Linked DNA regions of Sus scrofa: region 1 is linked to region 2. Evidence: chromatin contacts called from public Hi-C data. All regions are on one chromosome and are shown on one strand. Each heading gives the region's core, a stretch centred on a gene start, on an enhancer-like site or on the middle of the called end of the contact. The rest is flanking DNA. Distances are from core to core; before and after follow the strand shown. Region 1 holds the start of PRKAG1 (protein kinase AMP-activated non-catalytic subunit gamma 1). Region 2 holds the start of KMT2D (histone-lysine N-methyltransferase 2D).

The links. Hi-C and Micro-C count contacts between places; a contact is called where the count stands out from the background.
Region 1: a contact with region 2 is called in a Hi-C map of liver, with 4 times the contacts expected there. The contact joins the promoter of PRKAG1 here to the promoter of KMT2D in region 2. A contact is called at or near these places in 9 of 47 Hi-C or Micro-C datasets (blood, embryonic fibroblasts, epiblast stem cells and 4 more) and 2 of 2 datasets of contacts at active chromatin or transcription factors (alveolar macrophages and skeletal muscle).

Annotation. Positions count from the first base shown.
Region 1 is chr5:15,044,936-15,051,346 of Sscrofa11.1, reverse strand. PRKAG1 (protein kinase AMP-activated non-catalytic subunit gamma 1) reads left to right here and starts at 1,728. Exons shown (of 12, transcript NM_001001642.2): 1 at 1,728-1,776; 2 at 6,211-6,259. The coding sequence starts at 1,768. KMT2D (histone-lysine N-methyltransferase 2D) reads left to right here. Exons shown (of 56, transcript XM_021091593.1): 56 at 1-1,520.
Region 2 is chr5:15,088,993-15,096,029 of Sscrofa11.1, reverse strand. It overlaps KMT2D (histone-lysine N-methyltransferase 2D), which reads left to right and starts at 4,408. Exons shown (of 56, transcript XM_021091593.1): 1 at 4,408-5,998. RHEBL1 (GTPase RhebL1) reads left to right here. Exons shown (of 7, transcript XM_021091594.1): 4 at 45-127; 5 at 476-523; 6 at 868-949; 7 at 1,110-1,632. The coding sequence ends at 1,199.

The DNA.
Region 1 (6,411 bases), core at 479-2,978, 42 kb after region 2:
AGAGCAAATGTAAAACTACTAATTTTTGTGCTTTATATATTCTATATAAATATATCTATTTTCTTTTTACAAAACCAGTTTATAAATGGTAGGGGGGTGTGGGGCGGACACATGGAGCTCCCCTTGTGGGGGGGCCCCCTCCATTACCCAACCTACCGCCCTTTTCCTCACCCCCTCCTCCCCACCCCCTGGCTGTGACTGCTGTAAGGTGGGGGTGTAGAGGCTGGGCGATTCCCACCCCCTTTTGTATAGTTGGACTATGTTATAACGCACAAAAGTGAGCTGGCCCCAGGGGGAGCCAGAGGGTAATGGGTTCCCCTGCCTCCCTTTCCTTCCCCTTTCTGCCCAAGCTTGTGCTGCAGTTGAACCTCTTCCTGGGGGTAGGGGTAGGTCCGGGGGTAGATGCGGCCCCAGACCCCTCTCTGGTAGGGAGCCGTGGGGATGAAGATGAAGCTTATATGCAGTTCTCTCCTAGGGGCTGTGGGCAAAGGGCATTTTGTAATTAATATTTTCAAGAATCAAATATCTGGAGTGTAGGGGTGGGCTTGGTGGCGGTGTGTGGGCAGGCCTGCTGGAGGGGGAGCACGGTCGCTGTTGTGATTTTAGGTTTGTTTTTGTTTTGTTTTTGAATTTGGGGGGTTGCGGATTGATGGGGGTAGGGAGATTTTTTTTTTTTTTTTAAGCTGCTTCCTCAACTGTTTCAAGCTGCAAATGTTTAAGAGGATAACATCCCACCCCCACCCCCACCCCCACCCCCACAGAAACCACTGTAATGAAATCAGACAGTGGGGAGACTGGGCTGCTGACCCCAAAGCCATTGGATGTTCCTTTTCCAAGAGCAAAAGGTCTAGGCTCCAGGGATGGGGAGATTTGGCTCCAGTGAGTCAGGCCCTGGTTGGGGCTTGGGCCCTGGGATTGGGAAAAGGGGATGGGGCAGACTTTGTAAGCGTATGCTAGGTATCCGATAGTCCTGTAGAATTTAGTGAAGAAACCTTATACAGTTTTTAATTTTTATATAAACTAACTCAGACCCAAGCTACAAGGTTGGAATTTTGGTTGTTGGTTTTTTTTTTTTTTTTTAAGTACCCCGCCTGTATAATTGCATCAGAATTCCCTCCCCCACCCCCACCCCCGTGTTTGTATTTTGGGTTGGTTTACACTTGCACATATTCAATTTTCAGTTTTTCCCCTTTACGGTCTTCTCCCCTCACCTCCAGGACCCTCCCCCTTTTTAAAAAATAAATCTCTGACAAGTGTGAATCCCGTGAAGACTTTATTTTGTGTTGTGTGTATCCTGTACAGCAAGGTTGGTCCTTCGTAACAACGGATGAAATGATTCCCTTTTTTAAAGCGCCCTCTCTCCCTCCACCCCCAGCGCCCCTGTCCTTGGCATGTTTTGTATCAGCGATCATTCTGAACTGTACATAATTTATGTTGCAAGAGGCAAAGGGCAAGTTTTGGATTTTGCTTCTTCCAAGTTTGTTTTTAAACGACAAATAAAAAAAAGAACATTTTAAATACAAGCGGCTCCGTCCCGTCACCCTCGCCGTCGGTGGGATCAGCGAGGTCCCAGTGTGGACCGGGGGAGGGCGGTTTCTGAGGCTAAGCAACGCCGGAAGGGTAAGCTCCCCGCCTTCCGCTCTTGACTTGCGTGTGTCCCGACGTAAGCGGAAGTGGCCTTGCGGTACCGGACGTGGGGCGGGGCCTTCTCCGCCCCCCGCCCCGGGCGAGCTTCCTAAAACGAACGAACTCAGCCGGCGTCTCGCAATGGAGACGGTGAGGAGCGCGGGAGGGCGGTGGGGGGGCGCTGTGGAGCCTAAGACCCCAGTAAGGGGACAGGGAAGCCGGCGCTGGTGCCCAGGAAAAGAGAAGCCCCGCGTCTGTCCTATTCCATGACCCTGCTGCTCCGCTTCTTCTCCTCTCCTAGGACTGGGCCGCGTCAGTGCCTGCCTTCCGTCCGCGGTACTGTTAGCCTGAGCGGGCAGTGACTCCCGGCTCCCTCCTTGGAACCCACACGCACCCTGGCGATCTCAGGTCTCCTTTCCTTTTAGCACCACAAGCCCTTGAGAGGTTTGCCTGAGAGAGAAGGGTTGTGATCCAGCTTTGCTGGGTGAGGCAGGAGGTTCAGAGGGTCCCTCGCTTGCAGGTAGCACCTGGTGCCCAGTTGTCTGAGTGAGATTCGTGGAATCCTTGGCAGGAGGGACGTCTGAAAGCCTTTTATACCGCCTTGAGGTGTCCAGCGACGTCACATCCCTTGATAAGACTGAAAAGTGGGGTTTCCCTGAAGGAGGGAATCTTTTCAGTGTTAGAGGCCACTGTGTCCCTGGAATAGTTTAGGTCATGCCCTGCTCTGCGATTCTAAGCAGATGTGTTGTCATAGCTCCTTCTTGGCAAGCAGGCATTAACGGATTGTGGCAGGCCCGTGTCATCCTCCCAGAGTTGCTGCAGGTTGCCTTCGACCTATTTGGACCCACCCTCACTCTCAGGACCCTTGGTCTAGCACTCTGGATGGAGCCTTTTCCATTCCCTTACCTCTCCGACAGTGCTTAACCATGTCTCTTCTGTCAGGCAGATATGCCCATCTTGGTTTGGATCATCTGCTACTGTAGTTGTGTGAGGGCTGCAGGTTCACTTTTCTTTGGATCAGTTACATGCCCAGGCTAATTTCCTTACTGTAACCCTTTTCTCCACCTGCAGAGGGGTCATGTCCCTTAGGTTATACAGAGGAAACAAAACCAAAGTGGTAAATTACGATTTGCAACTGGCCACTCAGGCAAGGGAGTTACAAATTAAGAGCATTTTGAGCAAGAATAAAAGATCTGATTCCACTAAATTTCAAATAACATTATTTTTTACTCGGAAATGTATTATGGTTTACAGAGCATTCTTGTATGGATTTTCTAATTTAGCCCTCATACTTTAGGTTCTTAGAATAGAAATTGTTTTAAGAAGAAGGAGAAAGAAAACCCCTGCTTTGAAAATGCTCAGCTTAACTGGAGTGGGAGTGAGGGCAAGCAGTGACAGCTGTTATTTCAGGTAGACTGTAATCAGTGCCATCATCAAGATGCAAACAAGGGGACTGTGGAAGCATAGGGAAGGGAGAAATTACTGTGAACCCAGGAGAGGGCATTGCAGGTTGAGAGAACAGTGTGAGCAAGGGCATAGAAACTGGGGTATGTAGAGATTAATTGGGGGTGAGCCAGTGGTTTGGTGTTGCTGGAGTTTTGGATTTTGGTCACAGTTGGAGAAAAGACTAAAAGTAGGCTGAGGTCAGGTTGAAGGTATTGCATACCATGTTAAGTTTGAATTTTGTTTTTGTTTTTATTTTGGCCACCCTGCAGCATTTGGAGTTCCTGGGCCAGGGATCAGATCTGAGCCACAGACCTGACTTAAACCACAGATGCAGCAATGCCAGACCTTAACTCACTGTAGGGGGCTGGGGATTGAACCTTCTTCCCGGTGCTTCCAAGATGCCACTGATCCCATTGTGCCACATCGGGAACTCCTGACTTTTGTTTTGTAACAAGGGGACCCACGGAAGGTTTATGAGCAAGGTAGTGAGTATGCTTTAGGCATGTCCCTAATGGCTTTCTGTAAATGGATGGGGCTACTTCAGAAAGTAGTGAGTTCTTAGTTGGTGGAGATGAGAGTCCCTTGCAAATCTGAGGTACTTGGGGAGAGAACTGGGTGCCAGCATGGAAGACAAATTAAGAGGAAATAGATTTAGGGCAAGGAGACCAGTTTAGAGAATGCTATAGAAATGGCATGTACGAGGCTAAGCTTAGGAGTTCCCTTGTGGCACAAGCAGGTTAAGGATCTGACATTGTCACTGCAGTGGCTCAGGTCACTGCTGTGGCACAGGTTTGATCCCTGGCCTGGGAACTTTCACATGTTTTGAAAGTGGCGGGGGGAAAAAAAGTGGGGGGGGGGCTAAGTTAAAGCTGTGAAAGTAGAAAGGAGAGAGATGGATTTGAGACATTTCTAACATAGCAGCTTACCTCATAGATGTTAAGGACAAGTTTAAGTTGACCCTGGTCTGTCATTCTAAGCAGACATGTTGGAATAGCTGTTTCTCGGAGGAATCAACCCTCCTGTTCTAGGCACTGGGGAAGACAGCGATGCAAAAGCAAAGGTGGGAACCACAGTAAAAATAATAGGATTGGAGGGACAGATGCTGTTCTGTTTGGTATTGAAGCACTTGAGGAGTCTCTGTGACATCTGTGATGGCCCAGCAAACAACTGGAAATGTGGATGAGAAGTTTGGCAGAAATTGTGAATCTGTGTTTCAGCCTTAGGGTATGTCTTTGTAATCATATTTTATGTTTATGCAGTGTAGTAGTCTTAAGTTCCTTCTGTTATTAAATGTAGAAAAAGTGGATGTAATTATCCAAATCCTGGGTGAAGAAACAGGCAGAAAGATGGAGTCATATTCAATTGCATTAGACTCTATTATGTAGCATCTGTGTCTCTGTTTAGCTATGTCTCTTTTTCTTTCTCTCTATATAACTTAGGTCTCTGTTCGTATCAGTGTACATCATTATCAATTTGAGAGTTAAAAAACCAAATAGTTGGGAGTTACATGCAAACCCCCTTTTTAGGTGGTATGAGGGAGAGATACAAAGAAACAGAAAACAGTTTTAGGCTTCCAGGAATTTACAGTCTGTTTGGACAGATAGATAACAAAATAACTGTAGCACAGTGCAGTAAATAAGTATCATGGTGGGTACCATAATTTCTACAGAAGTGGCTGTTTCGGTGTCTTTGTGTAGGTCTTTGTGAGACTGTGTTATACCATGTGTGTATCTTCACTGCTAAACAGTCCTCTCTCCCACTTATAAGCGATGAGGCTGTTGTTCCAGTAGCTTTGCCAAAATGCCAGGCCAAGCTGATAGTCATATGCAGCCCAGAGAGAAGAGAGGGAGATTATCCCCCTGCCCCCACGTTGGCCCGTTAGAGAAGGGAAATTTAGGGCTTTCCTGCCAACTTGACCCTGTTTACCAGCCAGCCTCCCAGGTTCAAGCCAAGGCCTTTAATTTCATGTTACTACAGCAGCTGTGGAGGTTAAGTCAGTTTGGGGATATTACCCAGACAGCAAATAGAGCCAGAACTGTTGTTTCTAATGGATGAAAATTATCATGATCTCTGCTGGATTCCCAGATAACAATGAAATTTCCAAATGCGCCCACTTGAGGGAGCACAGAGATGGTTCTGAAGCTTTCTCTGTATTCAGAGCACTCTCATCTCAGACTGTCATGAACAAGGAAGCTTGAAAAACCAGCATCCTCTGGGCTGTAGCAGCCTTTGACTCACAAGGGTGCTGAGAGGACCCAGGTCCCTATGTTCAAAACATTTATCCTGGAGTTCCCATCGTGGCACAGTGGTTAACAAACCCAACTAGGAACCGTGAGGTTGCGGGTTCGATCCCTGGCCTTGCTCAGTGAGTTAAGGATCCGGCGTTGCCGTGAGCTGTGGTGTAAGTCGCAGACAAGCCTTGGATCTGGCGTTGCTTTGGCTCTGGCATAGGCCGGGGCTACAGCTCCGATTAGACCCCTGGCCTGGGAGCCTCCATATGCCATGGGCGCGGCCCTAGAAAAGACAAAAAAAAAAAAAAAAAAAAAAAAAAAATTACCCTTCTCATTCACCCCTTAGTCAAACTTTGACTCTCACAGTCCGCTTCTGGGATCCTCCCCAGATGTGGCCTGCTTTCACGGAAAGGGGTATGTCAGTGACTCTGGGGTCCACAACCATTCTTAGTGACTGGGGGGAAGCAGTGCTGTCTCTCTAACTTGCATATTTTTTATAAAACAGGTCTGTGAGAATCTTGAGGGGCTCACTTTAACCTCATATTTTCTAGTCTCAGCTCTTATGACCTAATGTTTCATTAGGCAGAGTATATAAAATATATAAAGGTATGAACTTTGGAATCACATAAATCTGTATTCAAATCCCCATCCCACCCTTTACCAGCCATGTGACCTTGGGCAGTTTGCTTAATTTTTCTTGAACCTCAGTGTCCTAATCTTTGAAAATAAGGCTAATAATAGTATTTGCCTCAGGGCTGTTATGAAGATTAAATGTGATAATATTTCTGAAGGACCGTATATGGCTTTAAAGGAAGTCATTAGTTTACCAGCCCTTCCCCTACTATTGCTAGGCTCAGATGGATGGAACCTAAGATAGGCTGAATCTTTGTTTCTCCTGTCTCTCCAGGTCACATCTTCAGATAGCTCCTCAGCTGTGGAAAATGAGCATCCTCAAGGTAGGTTTACTTATGAAAGGAAACTAGTAAAAAAAAATAGTCTGATACTAATTTGTCTTCAGCAGGGCTTTTGAATTTCTCCCAGAATCTTCCCTGGAAACATCGAAGCTGGGCCAGATAATGTGCCAAACCACAGAAATCAGGAATAATGA
Region 2 (7,037 bases), core at 3,159-5,658:
TGAGTGTTGTAGATCTGGGTACTGATGTTTCTATTTCTTGTCAGGATGAGTACAGCATTCTGCCCTATTCATTCATCATTGGGGTCCATGGTTATGTGCTTGTATATTCTGTCACCTCTCTGCATAGGTAAGTGACCAAGGTTGTGAGCGGGGTACTTGGGAGGATCTGAGGGCTGGTCCAGAATAAGGTTATAGCTTCGCTTCTTGTGTTTAAAGCTTCCAAGTCATTGAGAGTCTGTACCAAAAGCTACATGAAGGCCATGGGAAAACCCGGTATGTGACACTGGGGGCTAAAGATATAGTGTAAACGTGAATGGAGAAAGCAGACAGAGGGAGGTTGAGGATCCAAATTAAGGAGGAAGCCAGGACATAGATTCTCTCTGGTCTGATGGGGAATTATCGAGCTCTGATGGGAAGGAGGTTGGGGTCCATGGGAGACAGAGGGGATCCCGTAGTAACTGCTGTTTCCTCACAGGCTGCCAGTGGTGCTGGTGGGAAACAAGGCAGATCTCTCTCCAGACAGGTACGGAAATCTCTGTAGCTTCAGGCGAAGGAAAGTGAGCTGAACTAGGAATGAGTCAGGTCCTTGTCCTGGCTCTGCCATTGACTTGAACCAGTCATTTTACCTCTTTTCACTTCTAACTTGAAGGCTAAAACAAAATCACCCTTTTATGGCAAAAGCTATAGTTTTATATTTTAAGCCTCAGTCCTAGGCTCCTTTGTTTTTCTACATTTTCTCCTCTTCCAACCCTGTTCCCAAACCTTGGAATGAGATAGATCAGAGGAAATCTGATTTCTACTGAGATATTGCAAAGATCATGGGGGACATTGCTCTCCTTCATTTTCATGTCCCAAATTTGCTTCCAGGGAGGTCCAGGCTGTTGAAGGGAAGAAGCTGGCAGAGTCCTGGGGTGCAACATTTATGGAGTCATCTGCTCGAGATAATCAGGTGCTGGGCCTGAAGATTAGGAAGGTGGTGGGGGGGGTAGCAGTGTTTTTCTTATGGCATCGCTTGGTGGTGGGGATGGTGGGGGAGTATAGGGTATTCACCTCAGAGTACTGGCAGTGAACTAACCAACTTTTTTGCCCTGAATTCTTATCCCTTGCAGCTGACTCAAGGCATCTTCACCAAAGTCATCCAGGAGATTGCCCGGGTGGAGAATTCATATGGCCAAGAGCACCGTTGCCATCTCATGTGAACCCTTGAGCATGGGGTAGCTGCCTTGATTCTGCTCCTGGCATGTGCCAGGCTCCAGCAGAGGTTTGGGGGGCAGGGCCTCAGGACCTCACGGGTTTGGTTACCAGCTGTGTCCCTGGCCCTCTGGGCACACAGTGTGGTACCCTCATGTTTGCACACTTGCCCAGGCTCCCGTGGCCTGGCTGTCAATGTTTACAAAGGGGCAAGGATGTCTCACGGGCAGTGTCCTCTAGCCCTCTGTCTTTGCTAAGTAAATGAATTGTTATAACCTGTGGGATTGGGATTTGAGTCCTGGGCATTGTTTATTTAGGACCCAGTTGCCTAGGTAGGTTTTGGATGTTGGCTGGGTGAGGGGAGCTGGGGACTCCTGAAGTGGAGGTGACTCTCTGGAGTGACAATGTATATATGCAAATAAACTGAGAAATCCTTTTGTAGTTGACTTCTCTGTATCTGGGGAGAGTTCAATGCCAACAGCTCCTTTTCCAAGGAGTTGATGGCTATGGCCTTTGGTAGCGAATCAGGGCAAATGTTTTCTTCCTGCCTTGTTACCATTCCTTACCTCTTCCTCACTCATTCAGGACCATAACCCTAGGATCTCCTCCTCACCTTTCCCACTTTCCTTTTCTACTCCTTTCGCCCATACAGGTAACCTGTTGGCTGCCACTCCCTCCCAAATTTGTAGACGCTCACCATCCCCTTAACTACAGAAACACCACCCTCTAGTGGCCAGCTGCCACATGCTGACCTAGCTTCCCTCCTGGGGTCTTGGCATTTGCTGGAACTCAGAGAGGATAGGGTTTGGGCTGGAGGAAGAAAGACCCTAGTTCCTAATCATGTAAGAACAGTGAAGTAGTGAAAAGGCAGGGACTAAAGTGTTGTGAAGATTTTAGCTTTCTAAAGAGAGTCGAGTAAAGTAAGAAATAATGCCCTGGGAGTTTCCTGATGGCCCAGTGGGTTCAGAACCAAGCACAGTCACTGCTGTGGCTCAGGCCACTGCTGTGCTACAGGTTTGATCCTGGCCCTGGAATTTCCAAACACCCTGGAGCATGGCCAGAAAAAAAGAAAGAAAAGAGAAAGGAAGAAAAAAATGCCCCGATGTATATCAATCCCCACTCCCCACCCTCGTCTTCAATGCCTTTCATTAAAATGGATATTCTTGGAGTGCTTTTGTGGTGCAGCAGTTAGGGATCTGGAGTTGTCACTGCCGTGGTATGGTTCGATCCCTGGCCTGGGAACTTCCACATGCCTCAGACCCATAAAAGGGATGCTCTTTGCTCCTTTCATACCTTTCAAACATTTGAAGTTGTGCTACCTTTTTTAGGTGTCAAAGGCTAAGTTTGGTCCTACCCGGCCTCTACTCCCTACCCCCCCTGGTAGCCCTTGGGCCTAATTGGCCTAATACCTTCTCCAGGGATTTATAAGGATACTTGAATGGTAGCCTTCACAGGAAGGGCATACCTTTCCTGGCAACTTGAAGAACTTGAGGTACTCTGTCAATGCACTTAGTTGGGGAAAATGGACAAAATGTAGGTGGGGTTTTTAGCTGTGACCTTGTTATTGCCTGGCTCCAGACCAGCCAGCTAGTCTTACAGTTGGGGGTGATGGTATGTCACGCTGGTTTTCAGAAGTCCTGCCAGCTGCTTTTGGAGCTCTCATCCGGAATCTAAAAAGAAATAAGGGCTGCTGGAAGGAGCATATTCCAAAGAGCAATGTCTCAGAGGTTTAGGATTCTCTTTATGGTTGTCAGGTTGTCATCACCCTCTCTCCTTACACTAAAATGACGTCCTTTTGCACATGTGACCTGGAATTCTCATTATGGGTACCTACACTTCTGCTGTTATTTCCATAAGGTCTGAGATAGAATAACACATATCTGAGGTTTTCTAGAAGTGTATCAAACAATCTCAAGGCCTGATTAGTAGTAAAGGACAGTGGTTAATGGTTGGCTTGAAACAGTTACTCTTCCACTTAGCTCTGTGACCTTGGCCAGACACTTAACCTCTCTGAGCCTCTGAACCTCTCTGTTTCTCCTTTCTGAAGTGTAGTTAAAGCTTTCTCACAGGATTGAGGTGAAAATGAAACTGAAATGACATATGAAATGCCTAGGCATAGTTCCTTATATATAATAAACCCGTAAGAAATGTTTGCTGTCATGTTATTGGACGTCTTTTTGGTGAGGGTCTGGCCTGCCTGCCTGCCTCTGGATGAAGACAGTAGGGAGAGGCATTATATTTTCAAATTTCTGTCTCTTGGTGAACCTATTCCACTATATTTGGGATAGGTGTGGGGTCTCTGCTGGACTTTTTGGCTAAGTGCAGGGCACATGTCAGTGTGTGACTAGGACAGGACACGCCTTGTCCTGATCCCTCCTATAACTCTGGTCTAGGGATGTAGGTCTCCTGCACTGCCCAATATGGAAGCCACAAGTCACATATGCCTATTCAATTTAGTTTTAAAATTAAACAAATGAAAAGTTCCTTAGTTGCACCACCTACATTTCAAAGTGCCCAATAACTACATGTGGCTAAGCCATATTAATAGTGTAGATATAGTGCATTTCTATCAATGCAGAAAGTTCTATTGGATACCACTGCAAACCCTTTCCCACAAAACCAGCCCTGCACTTGATCTGCCTGCTTTTCTCCACATTTTAACACACACTCACCCCAGGAAAAACATTGATTTGAATCATGCATGGCTCAACTTCTCACTAGATGTGATTCGTTGGGCAATTTTACCTATTTTAGCCTCAGTCTCTTCATACAGCCATAGTTCCACGTAATTCATAACGAGGGTGAAGAATGAGAAGATATAAAGTATCTAGCACATTGTTAATTTGTCTCCTCTTATCCATGCCGTGGTTACAGCTAATGCAGAGAAGTTATTCCAACCCCTTTTCATCCAGACTAATGGGGGAGGGGTGCCTGCAAGTTGAGTGTTTTGGGATCTTGTCTAGAGTAACAGTATTCTGGCCAGGTAGCAGCAAGGCTCCAAGTTACATCTCCTCTGTTTACTAAAAAAGGGGACATAGGCCCTGAAGATCCGGAGAGAAAGACTAGAGGTGCGAGTAGGAGCACCCGGGAAACTCTACATTTATGTTTTGATGGGGGAGGTGATTGTGGGGGCACTAACAGTCCTCTTTCCTCTCGAGAGGGTTTGAGAGCCAGAAGGAACGACCAGGCACTCGATCCGCTTTCCTTTGGGCCCCCGAACGTGGCAGGAACCCACCCTTTGCAGCGCCAGGCGCCGTGCCTCACTTTCTCCATTTGCGGACTCCAGTTCCCAGGATGCAGAGCAGCGGCCAATCTCCTGGCTCTTCTTCCATCCCCCTCCCGGGGAAGATTGCCCCTGGCCGAGGCAAGGGGCAGTTGGAGTCTCAGGGGCCGAAAACTCCGGGAAAACGGAATTAGAAAGTGGCCAGAGCCCTAGTTTCACTAGCCGGGCGGTAAAAGAGGCAGTTCCAGGGCCGGGGCGAAGAGGAGGGGGGCTTCATTCCCACGTGTCTGCACAGCGGCCGGCCCGGCGCGGTCGGGGTTAACCATTGGCGGAGGGATCCCTCAGCGTGTGCGTAGAACTGCAGAGTCACAGCCTTTCCTCCGAGAGGGCTGGATCCCTCCGCCGCTCCGCTCCAACACAAAATAGGGCCGCGTCTTCTCCTTTCTCCCCCTTCTCAAGTGGGGTTCCCCAGGCAAAAGGGCCCCCAGGATCTCGCGCCGGAGGCTTCCTGAATCTCCACGACCGCTGCCGGGATCTCGGGCCAGGAAATAGCCCCTTCGCAGGAACCACCCTACCGGCCGAACAGGAGGCGGAGGGGGGGAGGCGGAGCGGCGCCGCGCTGCACTACTTTCCTCTCCGGTTGCAAATGGCTGCCTCGTTCCCCACTTTCCGCTCAGTTTCCTGACCCCCCGGCGCCGGGAGCCGGGGTTGGGCCATGCACCTCTAGGCCCCCCGCGATCACAGCCAGCCGGGGGTCGAGGGGGTGCCGCCGATCAGAGCCGGCCAGGCCGGGGGCGGGGCAGCTCCCGAGGCCAGAGGGAAAGGGAGGCGAGCGCAGGGCCTGGAGCGGCCGGAGGGGAGCGGGCAGAGGGCTCGCACCGCCCGCCCCTTCCTCTTCCTCGCCCACCTACCCTCCTCCCTTCCCGGGGGGGAGAAGAAGGTGGGGTGCTCGAAGCCGCCGAGGGCGAGCGTTCGGGGTCGAGGAGCCCGGCGCTGGGTGTGTGTCAGGTTCAGCCCCGCGGCCCCGCCGGCTCCGCGTCGCCGTAGCTCGCGCGGCCCCGGGGCGCCGGCCCGAGCGGAGAGAGGGGCTCGGCGCTCCTGCGAGGGTCTCACGTTCCATCCGGGCCCGGCGCGGGCCGGCGCGGCATTCCTTCCGGGCTGCTGGGGAGGCGCCTCGACGTTCCATCTGGAGAGCCTCGACGTTCCGCCCGAGCCCGGCGCGGGCGGCCGGGGCGCTGGCCCGGCCCTAGGACTGAAAGGCCGCCGGGCGACGCGGATGCGGAGCCTGCTCGCCCAAGATCAAAGCCACCGGTGCTCTCTTTGTGTCCGCTCGGGATTCACCGCCCTGGGGCTGTCCATGGAAACCTAAACTGCTGGAACCCGAGGCAGAGAACCCCTCTTTGGCTTCTTGCTTTTTTTGGGGGGGGAAGGGTGGCCACTCCGACCTGGATTTACCGTTCTTGGCCCCCCTAAGCCCCCCCGTGCGGGGGGCGGCTGTGATCGCTCTGGCGGTTGGAGGTCGGGGAGCGGCCCGGGCTCTGGCCATGTTCTCGGATGAGGATTTCTGGATCGCCCTGTGAAGAGGTGAGTGAAGTCCGCCCGGCCAGGGCCCAGAATGGGTTGGACTGGGGGCATAGCCAGATGGACTATCTTGGCCGGAGCTGGCCTGTAGGTTGGAGAAAGGGGTGCCAGAGCTGAGGAGGGTTCCTTTGGCAGGGTCTGTCAAGGGAACCTGAGCCAGTCGCCAGGGCAGAACGGAGGCCTGGTGTCTTGGGGTGTGCCTCTTTAAAGACTGGGGGTTTGGGGAACCACGGGAGTTTGGGAACCTGGCCAGAAAGCCTCTCTGCCTGTTTATTTTTGTGTTGGGGGGAGCTCTACTAAACTAGGACCCAAGCCCTGATGCCAGCACCAATCCCAGTCAGCTGCTTCTCCTTCAGGGTTCCTTGTGGGCCTTGGGAATGGAACAACTTGGGAGCGGGGGTAGGGTGCCACTGCCAGGTCAGACTTATTGCCAGTTTGGACTTTAAGGTTGTTCTTGCCCATCCGGACACCCAGAGCAGTCTCTGGGAGACTCAGGGAACCCCAGATCCTTCACTAGGCCTTATACCCTGTGCACTGGGGAGAGTGTGTGGAAACTGACTAGTGCGATGAAGGGGGTGGCTGGGGCAAGGAGGAGGCGGGGCTGGGGGCAGCTCTGGCCTTGCTATTCAACTTTAAACTACCCCTGCCTGGCAAAGTGACCCCAGCGAGGCCTAGTGCTGTCTTAGGCTGCTTTGCCTCCCCTCCTCTCGGGATGGACATAATCTCTAGGGGATTATAGAGGAGACCGTTGAGATTTGCTCCCTGCGAATGTGGGTTGCAAAAAATGGCTTTTGTCTCCCTCTTTCTTTGGGCCTGGTGTGGGGAGCTGGTGGCCCATAAGTCCCTGGCCAGTCCTGCAGGCCCCTCCCAGACCTCTCCAACCTTTTCCCATCAGGGAGTATTAACTGGCCCTCTGATCCCGTCCCAGCCCTGCAGAAGAGAGTGGCCTGTACCTCTCTGGAAGAGAAATGACCTGATCAGAGAGCTGTGTCTGCTGAAGCCAGTGTTTTCGGCCCTGGCAGGAGAGGTTGGGGAGAAGGGG